3 separate regions of the Rattus norvegicus genome follow, and regions 2 and 3 are each linked to region 1. Evidence: chromatin contacts called from public Hi-C and HiChIP or PLAC-seq data. All regions are on one chromosome and are shown on one strand. Each heading gives the region's core, a stretch centred on a gene start, on an enhancer-like site or on the middle of the called end of the contact. The rest is flanking DNA. Distances are from core to core; before and after follow the strand shown. Region 1 overlaps LOC103693508 (a long non-coding RNA gene). Region 2 overlaps LOC103693508 (a long non-coding RNA gene). Region 3 has its middle 130 kb from the start of Mir3588.

Region 1 (3,982 bases), core at 776-3,275:
TTATGGGCATGTGATATTCACCCCTGCTGCTCCTAAAGCGACCTTTGAACAATATAATAACCTTCAAATCCATCGGTGGGCTGTTTCCTAGTTCTCTGACTTCAACAATTAATGTTTAGGCAAGTCATGATTTGATTTGTCAAATAGTATTTAACATGTGTGCGTTCCAGGAGAGGGATGTGGACCTCTGACTCAGATAAGACACTGAACTTAACTTTTGACTTACTACAAACACAACTTAATGTAATATACAGTCACTACAGAATTTTCACTTGCATATGAAAATGTAGGTCTCCTGCATTGTGCTCCGTGTCTTTGGCTAAAATGTTAACGATGCTTACTTTGCTACTTGGCTTTACATTCTGCATAAGGAATTATTTGAAGACTGAATTCACTCCACTTTAGATAGAAAGTATGGAAAGGCTTGTACATGGGAAATCTCATTGCATGCTAGAATGGAAATCCACCGGGAAGTGGGGGGAGTTCATTTTATTGCCTGAGAGCTGTTGATATCCTCCCTGAATCTTTCAAAGGCATCTTTCATGCCGCACAGGCAACCCACAGTCAGTAAGAGAACAGAAAGAACACTTCTCTCATGTGTCAATCTCAGCAAACTTGCATAGCAGCTGTGCTAGGTGGTGATGGGGATTATCACAAGACCCAATTGCAGGGTTTTGCCTGCTGGAAGAGACACCCCAGCCTCTCAGGGGACCACTTTGCTGGAGATGGTGGCAATAATGCATCTCCGTTGCTAGTGGATATTGTGGCCATGTAGTACAAAATTGGTGCTAGATAAAAATCAGAAAGTAATAAAAATGCAAAGAGGAAAACTGGGAGGTCTGGTTTTGTTTCGAAGTCTCAAAGAGGGAGAATAAAACAAATGTGCTAGGTTTGTTGCGTTTACAGTAAAGAAAACATTAGATATGCCTTTAATGAAGCAAACTCTCGGGGCAGGGCATTCAGTCTTCCCGTCTGAGAACCGTTTGGTTGCGTTGAGAAATAAAGTTGCAAAGTAAGCATGTTCAGACCTTTATTTGCTATTTTTTGTAGTTCTCTCTCTCTCTCTCTCTCTCTCTCTCTCTCTCTCTCTCTCTCCTCCCCCTCCTTCCCTTCCTCCCTCCCTTTCTCCCTCCCTCCCTTTCTCCCTCCCTCTCTCCCTCTCTCCTCTGAGCCAGAGTTTTCTGTGCAAATGAAGCAGGCGTTGTAAGAATGAGATTCACTTTGGACGACTCTTCACATTCCAAGTCATGACTGCGTTAAGCAGCACAATCCCATCTCTGGTTGATGGGCAGAAAAAGTGGGCAGCTTGCCAGGTAGACGTTTCCATGACTCCCAGCCCCCAAAGGTGATGCGTTTTTCAGCTAATTCAATGAAGAGTGGGCTGAACTTTGGGTCTAAACGAGACAATAGCTGCCTTCGCAGTATCAGCAGAATGGTTGATGGGAATGCGCTCACTCTACATTTGGCAGAGAATCATGTGACCTGACGGCTGAGATTTTGTGATGGTGCCAACGGAGACTTGGAAGCAGCAAACTGGCCTGACTTTTTTCTTCTTTTCTAGCAAGGATCAGAAAATGGTGGATCTTAATACTTGACTTTAGCCAGACTCAGCAAGCAACTGAGCTTTGAAGCACAACTTCGCCTTTATTCTGGGCTTTTGGCAGGCCACCAGGAGGCTGTCCCTTTCACGCCTGATAAATTCTGCTGCTTATCTCGAAAGAGAGAGAGAAAAGGAAAATAATAACAGAATATTGAGGCATAACAAGTGAATCCTAAAATTGTATGTGCTTTTTCTTCTTTTTCCTTCTCTTTTTTAACCTTTTCTGACTGCTGATTTTTAAAAATTTTATGTTAATACCCCTTTTTTGGTTATTGAAGAATTCAAGTAGTTGGGGTTATTTATTTATGTATGTATTTGGTTTATAATGAACAGGCGTTTGAACTGGTCGAACAGGACTACGGAGCAGTGAGCATGAGATCATTGTAGCCGAGTAGCAAGCTGGCACCCAGCCTTTCCACCCCTTCGCTTCGGGAGACGAACGTGTGCAAACCTCATTCCTCAAGTCAGCACAGCCTGGAAGGCTTCTGGGTCTCTCCCACCTTCTACCATTCTGCTGCCAGTGGATGGCAACGATTGGTGCAGATTCTGCGCAGTGCTTTGTGCCTGGAATACGGACAAGGAAGAGAAGGAAGACAAGCCCTCTGGACCTCCTTCTCTGAGAAATACCAGGAGCCCTGAAGAAACTGCAAATAAAAACCCAAACCAAACAAAAACCTGAGCTGCTCAGTATTCGCAAGAGTGCTGAAAAATACTGATAATAATGAGATATGGCTGCGTGAAAACAAAAACAAACAAAAATGCAAACCAAGACAAACAGACAAACCAAAAGGAAAAAAAAAGCAAACTTTGGTTTGTCTAACTCCTGAGACACCGGCCTTCGTTAAGCAGCTTTGAAAACAACACAATCCAATGAGCCTTCTTTGCTTTTATTTATTTATTCTTATTATTATTTCAAAAACAATGGCCTAAGAGCAGTACATTGCACTTGGTGAACCCGCACTTTCATATCAGGTATAACTTTTTTTTTGTTTCTTTTTATGCTTTCAGTTACATAGATCAGGGTCCTTGCAGTTTCAGTTTATTCTCATTAACTCATTACCCACTTTCTACTTTTTTCTTTTGCTTTCTTACTCTAATCGTGATTAGCATAGACACTAAACTAAAATTAGAAAACGATAAACATATAGCTCCTGCTTTGGTTGTGCACAGAAGTTTTAGGCAGACTGTGGTGTGTGTTATCTCTGATTTTTGTGTCCAGTAATGTATTTCGTGGGCTTGGGAATCGGTAGTACAGAAAGCAAAACCTATTTTGTGACTCCTAATTTGAAATGGAAAAAGAAGGGATCTCTCCAATTCTAAGAAGAGATCTCGCTTCAGAAATGCATCCATAGACTGCTAAAAAAATAAATTGACTTTTTCACACTGGTTGCAGTAGAAGAGAAATGGGGATAAAAAGAGTGTATGTATTCTCCATTGCGATGTAAAAAGTAGCTTGTTTCTTAATAATTCTACTTCTAAAAATACAAGGAGAAGAATTTGCCCTAAAGCAGTTGCGAAGTGTTGGACGCTGCCCTTCACTGCTGCGGTGGGGAAAGTCTGTACAAACTTGCTTCAAGTTCAGAGTTTCTTTGGCTCGGCAGGTGAAAACATTGCATTCTAATTATTTTGTCTATTTGTAGAAGGAAATTGCTGAGCAAGTTCAACATCTTGTAACAAAATGCAAGGTTTTTTTTTCTTAGTGGGAAGGACTAGATGATATATTCTTTTTTTAATTTTTTAAATGTTTCTAAACATGCAGGAAAATCTCTGAAAAGGAAAAAAAAACGCTTTGGGATATACAATGTGTATCAATCAAGATTACAATTTTCATCCTAAGAACTGACATAAGAGTATCTGTGATAAGTAACCATAATTGTTATGTTTTAAAGTTATATTTCATGATATCATAAACATGTAGGATAAACAAAGGGAAATATTATACAGCTGGTCAATTCTGTCTTCTTTTGGGTTATATTGTAGAAAAAAGAATCAAGCGTGACCCAGACCTATACACAGATAACATTTTGAAGCAATGTTTTATTGACTTTATTGCTTATTCACTAATTATTTGCAGATTGGCTGTTCTTCCTCCGTTGTTAGTGGAAAGCCAACTTTCAAAGGCTTAATTAATATTGATAAACATGTTTTCATGTTTCGTGATCCTTTAGTTAAAAAAACATTATTTTGAATGTTATTTTAGGAGCCATTAATCTCCGCACTCTTAATTATCTTATTAAGCTCCATGCCAACACCAAAGGTCTTTTCAGCTTTCACCCCTTCATTGTGAAGGACCTAGTCGCTTCCGTAAGAGCTACATCCTTTCACTTTCAGAACTCTTCCTGTGAAAGCAACACCAACCAGAAGGAACATGTAGCTGCAAAC
Region 2 (3,982 bases), core at 982-3,481, 190 kb before region 1:
GTATGCACAAGCTCACACTTATACACAGTCATGAACATGCATGTTATGGATAACTATAAAATAAGAGGTAGTCAATAGGAACTTGGGAGAGAGAGGGCAGCCTGCTGTAAGATTTCCAACAGGAGATGACTAGTAGACAGAACCTTGCAGCTTTCCTTTAACACAAGGCAATTATTTTGGTTAACTTAGAAAACGGATAGAAAACATAAAGCATACGATTTCCAGGAATAGATAAACCCAGAGTAACTGCTTAAAACTGAATTGCAGAGGGCATTATATTCCGGGATTTTTTTTTATGATGAATATTTATAAAGGACATTGTTTGCTTCTCAGTTAATTTAGAAACTGACCTTTGTACGAACAGAAAGAAAAGCATCTTTGCACCCAGAAATAAAATTTACAGAGGTCAGATAAAATTATTTTCATTTAAAGTGGAACAAAGAAGTTAAAGACAAGAAAATATCTGGTCAAATAAGAACCCTCACAGAATGCTAACCAGAATCTAAACAAACAAAATAAAACAAACAAAAACCCTAGCAAACGATATAACCCTAAGAATCTTAAAGGAAGAAAATATTACCTAGGTATAGTACATTTATGAAATAAAAGTTACCTACTTTTGCAGCAAAAACACGTGTGTTGAAAATAGGATTGTTGCATTGCGTGGCAGAGAACATACAGCCCATCTAACTCATCTTTCTACACTGTTAGAAGGAAGAAGCAGCTTGCATTGCTTTTAAGTTCCTTCCTTTGCACCTTCTCTGCCTATTCCCTCTTCTGGCCAGTGCATCTTCTCTGTTAGGAGAAACAAAATACGATCCCAAGACAGACATACACAAAATAAACACTCACGAGCCACAGAGACATAGGCTTGCTGCTTTTCTTTCTAGCTTTTTTTGTTGTTGTTTTTGTTTTTTTTTTATGAGCTTATGTATTCTTCCACAAAATTCAGCTTGTAAGTAATCCTGCTCTACTTCAGGCTAGATGAAAAGGGTTCTCATTGTGAATTATATTTCATCTGTCACAATAACTGTCTTTATTCCGCCACGGTCCTCCCCGTTGCCTTTGGCAATTAGAGGAAATATGTGTGCCTTTAAGTATGAACTACTGGTTTCTTCAAATCAAACCAAAACACTCCTGATGACCCGGGCAGACAATGCTCTGTAATCACCGTGCTGGAGAAATGCACCCGAGACATCCTGAAGTTAAGAGTTTCACAAGGGCACGGTGAAATCCTGCCTTCGCCAACGAGCAGGTGGCCTAAGTCTCATTAGCCTAAACATCAGCTGTTGGGGAACAGCAAGGAAATTTCAGTTATATTTTTAAAAAATGAAGTGCAATCACCTTTTAGTTACTTTTCAGTTAAATCATGCCGGAAGACAGATATTACGAATATATTCCATATACTAAATCATAATAATTTTATTTTTTATTTGTACTCTCTTAAGCACAAAAGAAATTATGTGCCTTTAAGTATATCCCAACACTTCCAAATAATATTTTTGCTGATGTTTAAAGTAGGAGAAAACAAAGAAAACAAATTCCTTTTAAATAGAGTTTACCAAACACTTTCGTTCAGCTTAAAAATCAATGTGATTATCCGGTTTACTTACTCTTGTAAATCACTGAAATCACCTTGAGAGGCTCAAGTTCACCTTTCTGGATTGAGCCTATGAAATAACAGACACCATCAAGTCGTCCCCGTAAAAGGGTAACTTAGCTAGTCAGCTTGATAGAGTGTAGTAAAAGTTAGCCCACTTCTACCTAGGAAGCTACAAAAAGACCTAAGACAGCTAGCTACAAATGAAAACAAACAGAGGACAGGAGGGGGGGGGGAGTTCCGTTTTCACACCAAAACAAAATCCGTGCTGGTACAGTATCCCAAGCAGTCTCCAGAACAGCTGGATAAAGGCATACAAATAATTTAAACCAACCCAAAATTCATCGAGTCTGAAGAAAGAAAGAAAGGGAAAAAAAAAAAACAACTTGAGACTAAAATGAAAACCTTTTGGCCCACAGCACAGGTTGGGCACAAAAGTGCTGGCTAAGCTATCTGTTTCACACATGCAACGACAGAAGGTTCGATATTCATTCGATCGATGAGTGAAAAGGCACAATGGCAAAATCAGACAGACTTCTTTTCAAATACGGATCTCCAATGTCCCCCTCCAGTCTGCAGCTGCACGGCTGGTGGTGTGGCTCAGACGGAGCAAGGGTTACATCAAGGCTGCTCTCTGGACCGTGCAAGCAGTCTAGACCAATGGCCTGCAGCATCATGCCCTTTGAAGAAGAGGCAAGTTCGGTCATGATGAAGAAGAATCGAGGCGTACCCCCTTTTAACAATAGGCAGCAGCTTGGAGGCTGCAAAGAGGTAAGCAGGGTAAGGAGAAAACAGCATCTGCTTCCATGGTTACAGGCCAACTATGAGAACCTTGCTTTTCAAGGGAGTCTGTTCTCAGGCTCCCTTGTGGGGTGCGCTGTGCATTGTAAGAGAAGGCAGGTTCAGCTGAAATCGCAGAGTTATTTCAGAGTAAAATGATATGGAGCGCACGGCTGGCGGGGGTGGGGTGGGGGCAGGAAACAAGTCACATGACTTAAGAACAAGACTTGGGCTGTTTTGAAATAGAATCTTTTTTTTCTTATAGCAATTTAGATAAAAAGTAGATGTGTATAAAACCAACAGCAGTGACAAACATGCTCTTAATTTCTTTAGTTTTATGTGATCAAAGGTCAAGGGTCAAGACACTCTTCTCCCAGGGGCAGGACCTGAAAGCCTGAAAGCCTATTGTTAGTGTAGCTTTATGATGATGTATATTGTTGTAAAAGATTCTCTCTCTCTCTCTCTCTCTCTCTCTCTCTCTCTCTCTCTCTCTCTCTCTCTCTCTCTCTCTCTCTCTGCCAGACCGTAACCTGAATGTATGTACATTTTTCTGAATGTCTCTGACTTTTATTTTCTCTGATGTCATAAGCAATATTTTCTCATTTTATCTTCAATTCTGTGGCTATATCCCGTTGGAAAACCTACTAGGCTTGGGCAGAACCTTCCTCAGTACAGTGTTAGTATTTTAACAGAGCGAAAGGACTCTCCTGTCCTTACAAATGTGCTCACAGACAATTCAAATCGGTAGCAAACAAACCCACAGTGTCTGGCAATTGTTCTTTTCTTACTGTTCTGGTCTTTGTATTTCACTCGCCCCGTCTTGGTTCAGTCATTCTGTGGGTGCAGATGTTAAGTTTTCCTTTCTGTGAGAAGAGAATCTAACATTTGGAACTAAGGAAACCCCAGCAGCTACGGACAAACGTTTAACAAACATGAAATAAGGTGGATTCTGTATCGTTAGCGAGATCCTCAGTAGCCACGCAAAACACAGATGTACACATACTACAACAGACAACATATTGATCCCACCAGAGTTCCATGTTGGAGGTCAGGTTCTGTCATTTTTCAATTATGTGCTATAGATATGTCATGCCGTCTATGCTTTGAGCCGTAAAATAAAAAAATAGGGGAATGGAGGAGAGAGTGGTCCAAATGATGATGCACGCGACAACTTCAGATTTATTCTGTAGAGGAGCAAATTGAATTGAGTGTGCCGGGGAGTGATTCCGTCCTTCCTTCCTCAAGAACAGGTCCTCGACATCTGAGGTGGTAAGAAGTACTCCTCTGTGGGCAAGCTAGAAAGGAACGCCATGCGGACCTGAATTTCAAAATTCACTTCAAATACCCACTCCCGCAAAGCATTCTTTTGAAGCTTTACGCAACCAACTCACATGATTCTGACCATTTTAATCTTTTCATCGAGAAATCAGAAAAGTGCGTTTCTAGGGGGTTTCTCTATTGTGGTTCTTGTTCTGAGCTGGGTGCATATAAGCTCATGAGTAAACACGTGTATGCTGCCTGCTTTCTTTGAATAGGTTGAGATTCATCTCTCTTTTTCCCCCTTATTTTAATGTTGAGAAAATATCTGGGGCAAGACATGAA
Region 3 (3,982 bases), core at 557-3,056, 180 kb after region 1:
GCCAACCACTCCTGTACATGGGATCTGTCTTGTAGTCTGGTTGATATACCCCAGTGACATTCCATTGGAAGAAAATGATCTTTCTTTCTGAGCAGGTATCATTTGCAAATAACTTTCCTGTCAGGGATGGTGATTAATGCTCGCTTACTCTTCTCAGTGTTGGAGTTGTCTAGATTGAATTTGTGCAGGTATTTTATATGTTGTCCTAGACACTATAAGTACACACACGCGTGCACACACACACACACACACACACACACACACACACGTGTGGAGGGGGAGCTTTTTGTGGATGATATTGTTTTCTTGTCATCCATTGCTTCTGGTTTCCAAAGGCTTCTCAACTTATCTTCTGTGTAGATCCCTGAGCCTAAAGGAAGGAGTGCTCCAAGGTCTGTTACACGTTCTGCACATGGTCATGTTGTGGGTTTCTATGTGAATCATCATCTCTGCCAGGAAAACATTCTCTGATGAGATTAAGTGGTGTAGAGATAAATGCTGTAGCAATATGACATTCGGAGTCATTTTATTGTTATGCTCCCTTCCTATAATAATCATAATATAATAATGAATGAGGCATCGCTCATTCATATTGTCCTAAGTAAGGAAGAACATTGCATCACAGAAGTTGGTGGGAGATGAGGTGGTTTCATAAGTCTTTTTGTTCTAATATCAGTTCCCCCAGCCACTTCCAGTCTAGTCCTTCATGTAGGGAAGGTGGGATAATGTCTAATGCTCACTTCGACATCCTGACTTCTGCCTTGATATCTCTCTTGTTATACTTTGGTTGTCATTGAAAATTATGCTAGCCAGGAATCCTATTCTTCACCTCCAAGTTTGACTGCATCATTTGCTAGGCCAAGTACAAGATGATGTTCAATGATGGTCTTCTCCTACGATTTATCAGGAACTGCAAGACATTGCCACCAAAGCATGAAAATGATCCCATTCTATGTGTCGTCCTCAGTGATGACAGCTACATGTCCACAGAGCCTGTTCTAGAAAACAGAAGAATATCATTGTTCACTCTTTCTTTTTTCCTCGTCTGTCATACTACCTCTATCAGATGTCCCCGTGTGGTAAGTGGCACACTGAGATTCTTAACCAATCTTTACTAAAAATCTTTACCCACTGTGACACTTTAGTTCATTGCTCAGAATTTATCTCCCATTGCAGCATAATCCAAAAGAAACAAAAGCATCCTTCTTCAAAGTTAACTGGCTTCCTTACCCCCCCAAAAAATAAAAATCTCCTAAATGGATATGAAAAGATATGAAAAAATTGGATGACAGAAAAAATGCTAGATCAAATTTAGAAACAAGAAAATATTCATAAACAGTAATTAAAAAGAAATATTTTACTTCTAATATTTATTTCAGAAATGTTCTGTCCATGATTTTAGACAATTTCACTTAATTAAACAAAGCAAAATATACCAATACCATGTAAAATACCACCACCTGTACCAGTGGCTGCTTTGGTTTTGCTTTGAGAAAACAATAACAGAGCAATGAGACAAAGGAAAAAAAATAAACAAGAAAGCTCCTTACTCGGGTATGTAGAGAGAGCGATCCATCAAATCTCTAATGCGTGCTATTATTTCCATTACGGTACTGTGTAGTGAGAGAAAAATAAGACATTTCTCAGAAGGGGGAGGTTTGCCTTTCTAATTCAATAGCACAGAAGCTAGCAACCCCGAGGTAAGATTCAGCAGGAGCTCCTCGTCAGTCCCGAGATGCAGACACTGCACACATCATCCATCTCACCGACACACACGGGGCCTCATTGTGGGGCTGCCAGACACAGTAGGCTGGAGGAGAATGTCACAGAATACAGAAAAGGAGGCAATGCGCTGGGATCATTACGGCTTCCATCTAGGAACAGTGCCACAACACGGTTCTGAGATAATTATTCAGAAATGAAGAGGAATCTTGCCCGTGGCCATCGCGATCAACACAGGTGCTTAAAGAGTTAAGGGAACCGGAAACTGTGTGCCAACCCTGGGAACGGTTTTGGTATAGTTTGGTATAGGTGCTGAATCATTTTTTTCAGGTTTATATTCCACCACCTTCTATTCCTCTAATTCTACACACACACACACACACACACACACACACACACAGAGAGAGAGAGGGGGGGGAGGGGAGAGGGAGCAAATAAACGACAGCAGCTGAAAAACAGCAACAAAACTCATGAAAGCCTGCTTAATAGACACGACATTATTGGGAAAGGTAGTGAAAATGCAACGCATAGGTAGAGGGAGATCGAGTATAACACATGGAGCAATTCCGTCCCAGGTACATGCCTCAGGCTTCCGCTCTGAAAGAGTAATAACAGAGTAAAACACAAGCAATCTGGAACAGGCTGTCCCTGTGTGGGCAAATGGATTTACACAGGTAAACACAGCCAAATGCAAGGAACAATGTAAGGACGTTTGAGACTTTGTGTCGTGGAAAAGATTTTAGGCTAGCTTCGAATATGGAGCACTTGCAGTTAACCCCTGTGTGGCCACTCAGAAGAATTACATGGTTTACTGTTAAACCCCGGGGACCTCGAAATCTATATAATGTCCTTGCTTCCTTTAAAAGGAGCCCATACTCTGCATACAAAGATCCTTGCCTCCCTCACACACTTCCTGCCTTTCATTTAAAGCAGAACTTCCTTGAAGGAAGAAGACAATTAGTGCAAAATCCATCAGAAGGCGCCTCAACCTGTCCTGCCGTCTCCAGCCAGGAACTCTCTGGAAGGAGGCCATTTAACACTCATTATTTGCTTAGGCCATGGCCTATTTTTCCAGGCTGTTGTATAAGTCAAATCCATTACTTCGTTTCTCATAGCCTCTCCACAAAACACAAAAGCAGACGGATCTTCCAAACTCAGACAGAGTATTGCGCACAGCCAAGTGGGCTGAAAGCACAGGCTGCCAAGTTGGCCGGCACAGCTCCACGAGTTACTCTCTTTCCAGAGCTTCAGCGACAACAAAGGCTGACCGCATCAAAACGGATGCAAGGGGCCTTATATGTTTCTGCGTAGATAGAATCCTGACTCGCTGAGGCAGACAAGAGATGTGTTAGTGTGGTCTGGACACCAACATTTGCACATAAATAAATCTGAGCGAGAACAACTTCATGTTGAGGAGACACGAGGTGGGATGGCTTAAATCCTCATGACGCTCAAGTCTTTCATGCTCACAGGAGGATCTTGGGTCACACTCTGCAGACTGTTCTTCATAGGCAGTGATTATTACACCGACGTGAAATAGCTTCTTTTCTGAGTGTTTACAAAGGTCCTGGCGTTGTGATAAGTCTTGTACGTGGATCATCTACCTCTCGCTGTAACTTTGGAGTTACTCTGAAGCTAGAGGGGAGAATACTGAAGTCCAGTGTTTAGACACGTGTACCAACTAATGGTGACAGAGTCGGCCCATCCTCCCAGAAGAGAGCTGTTTAAATGGCTCCTGCTATAACTCTGCTGCCTCTTGATTTTGTTGTCTTTAGGATGATCGACTGCACACATCCCAGACTCATTTCTTTCCTCTACACTTACCATGCATGGAACGATGAACTTCCATGACATATGATGAGGACATAGTTTTCGCCCTCAAGCAATTTTTAGAATGTTATTTGTTAACATTAGTGGAAGGTTTAGTCTAAAATACCCCATAGCAGAAATTTCTCTTTTTCTCTTTTTCTCTTACTTCCTAGTTTACTCTTTTTCTGTGTCTGTCTTGTCTCTTTGTTTCTGTCTTTGTGTCTATCTCTGTGTCTGTCTCATCTCTGTCTCTCTCATCTCTCCATCTTTCCTTCCTTCATGTCCTCCTTTCACTTGCTCTCCCACCTTCTCCCTCTATCCCCACTTGTTGGATCTCAGTTCCCCTTTAAGCCCTTGTAGCATAATCGCAAGGCTGACTCCCATCTGCCCTCCTTTCTCACAGACCAAGACCAAAGTCTTCCAACCATGGGGGCCACATTTTTAATGGTTG

The links. A called contact is a pair of places that touch in the nucleus more often than the background predicts. HiChIP or PLAC-seq counts read pairs in DNA pulled down with a chosen protein or histone mark.
Region 2: a contact with region 1 is called in an H3K27ac HiChIP or PLAC-seq map of oligodendrocytes, with 6 times the contacts expected there. The contact joins two enhancer-like sites. A contact is called at or near these places in 1 of 12 Hi-C or Micro-C datasets (frontal cortex) and 1 of 1 datasets of contacts at active chromatin or transcription factors (oligodendrocytes).
Region 3: a Hi-C map of frontal cortex shows a contact between it and region 1, with 1.7 times the contacts expected there. The contact joins two enhancer-like sites. A contact is called at or near these places in 3 of 12 Hi-C or Micro-C datasets (Schwann cells, frontal cortex and mammary epithelial cells) and 1 of 1 datasets of contacts at active chromatin or transcription factors (oligodendrocytes).

What each region holds. Positions count from the first base shown.
Region 1 is chr11:29,681,491-29,685,472 of GRCr8, forward strand. LOC103693508 (a long non-coding RNA gene) reads left to right here. Exons shown (of 9, transcript XR_010056223.1): 6 at 1-1,780; 7 at 1,934-2,572. Among named protein-coding and RNA genes, the nearest start is that of Mir99a, 3.9 kb to the right of the region's middle. Within about 2 kb of position 2,026, at least 58 of the 93 cell types and tissues checked have an H3K27ac peak or open chromatin away from gene starts, as enhancers often do.
Region 2 is chr11:29,495,645-29,499,626 of GRCr8, forward strand. The region is part of intron 3 of LOC103693508 (a long non-coding RNA gene); the gene reads left to right. Among named protein-coding and RNA genes, the nearest start is that of Mir99a, 190 kb to the right of the region's middle. Within about 2 kb of position 2,232, at least 50 of the 93 cell types and tissues checked have an H3K27ac peak or open chromatin away from gene starts, as enhancers often do.
Region 3 is chr11:29,862,950-29,866,931 of GRCr8, forward strand. No RefSeq gene overlaps it. Among named protein-coding and RNA genes, the nearest start is that of Mir3588, 130 kb to the left of the region's middle. Within about 2 kb of position 1,807, at least 51 of the 93 cell types and tissues checked have an H3K27ac peak or open chromatin away from gene starts, as enhancers often do.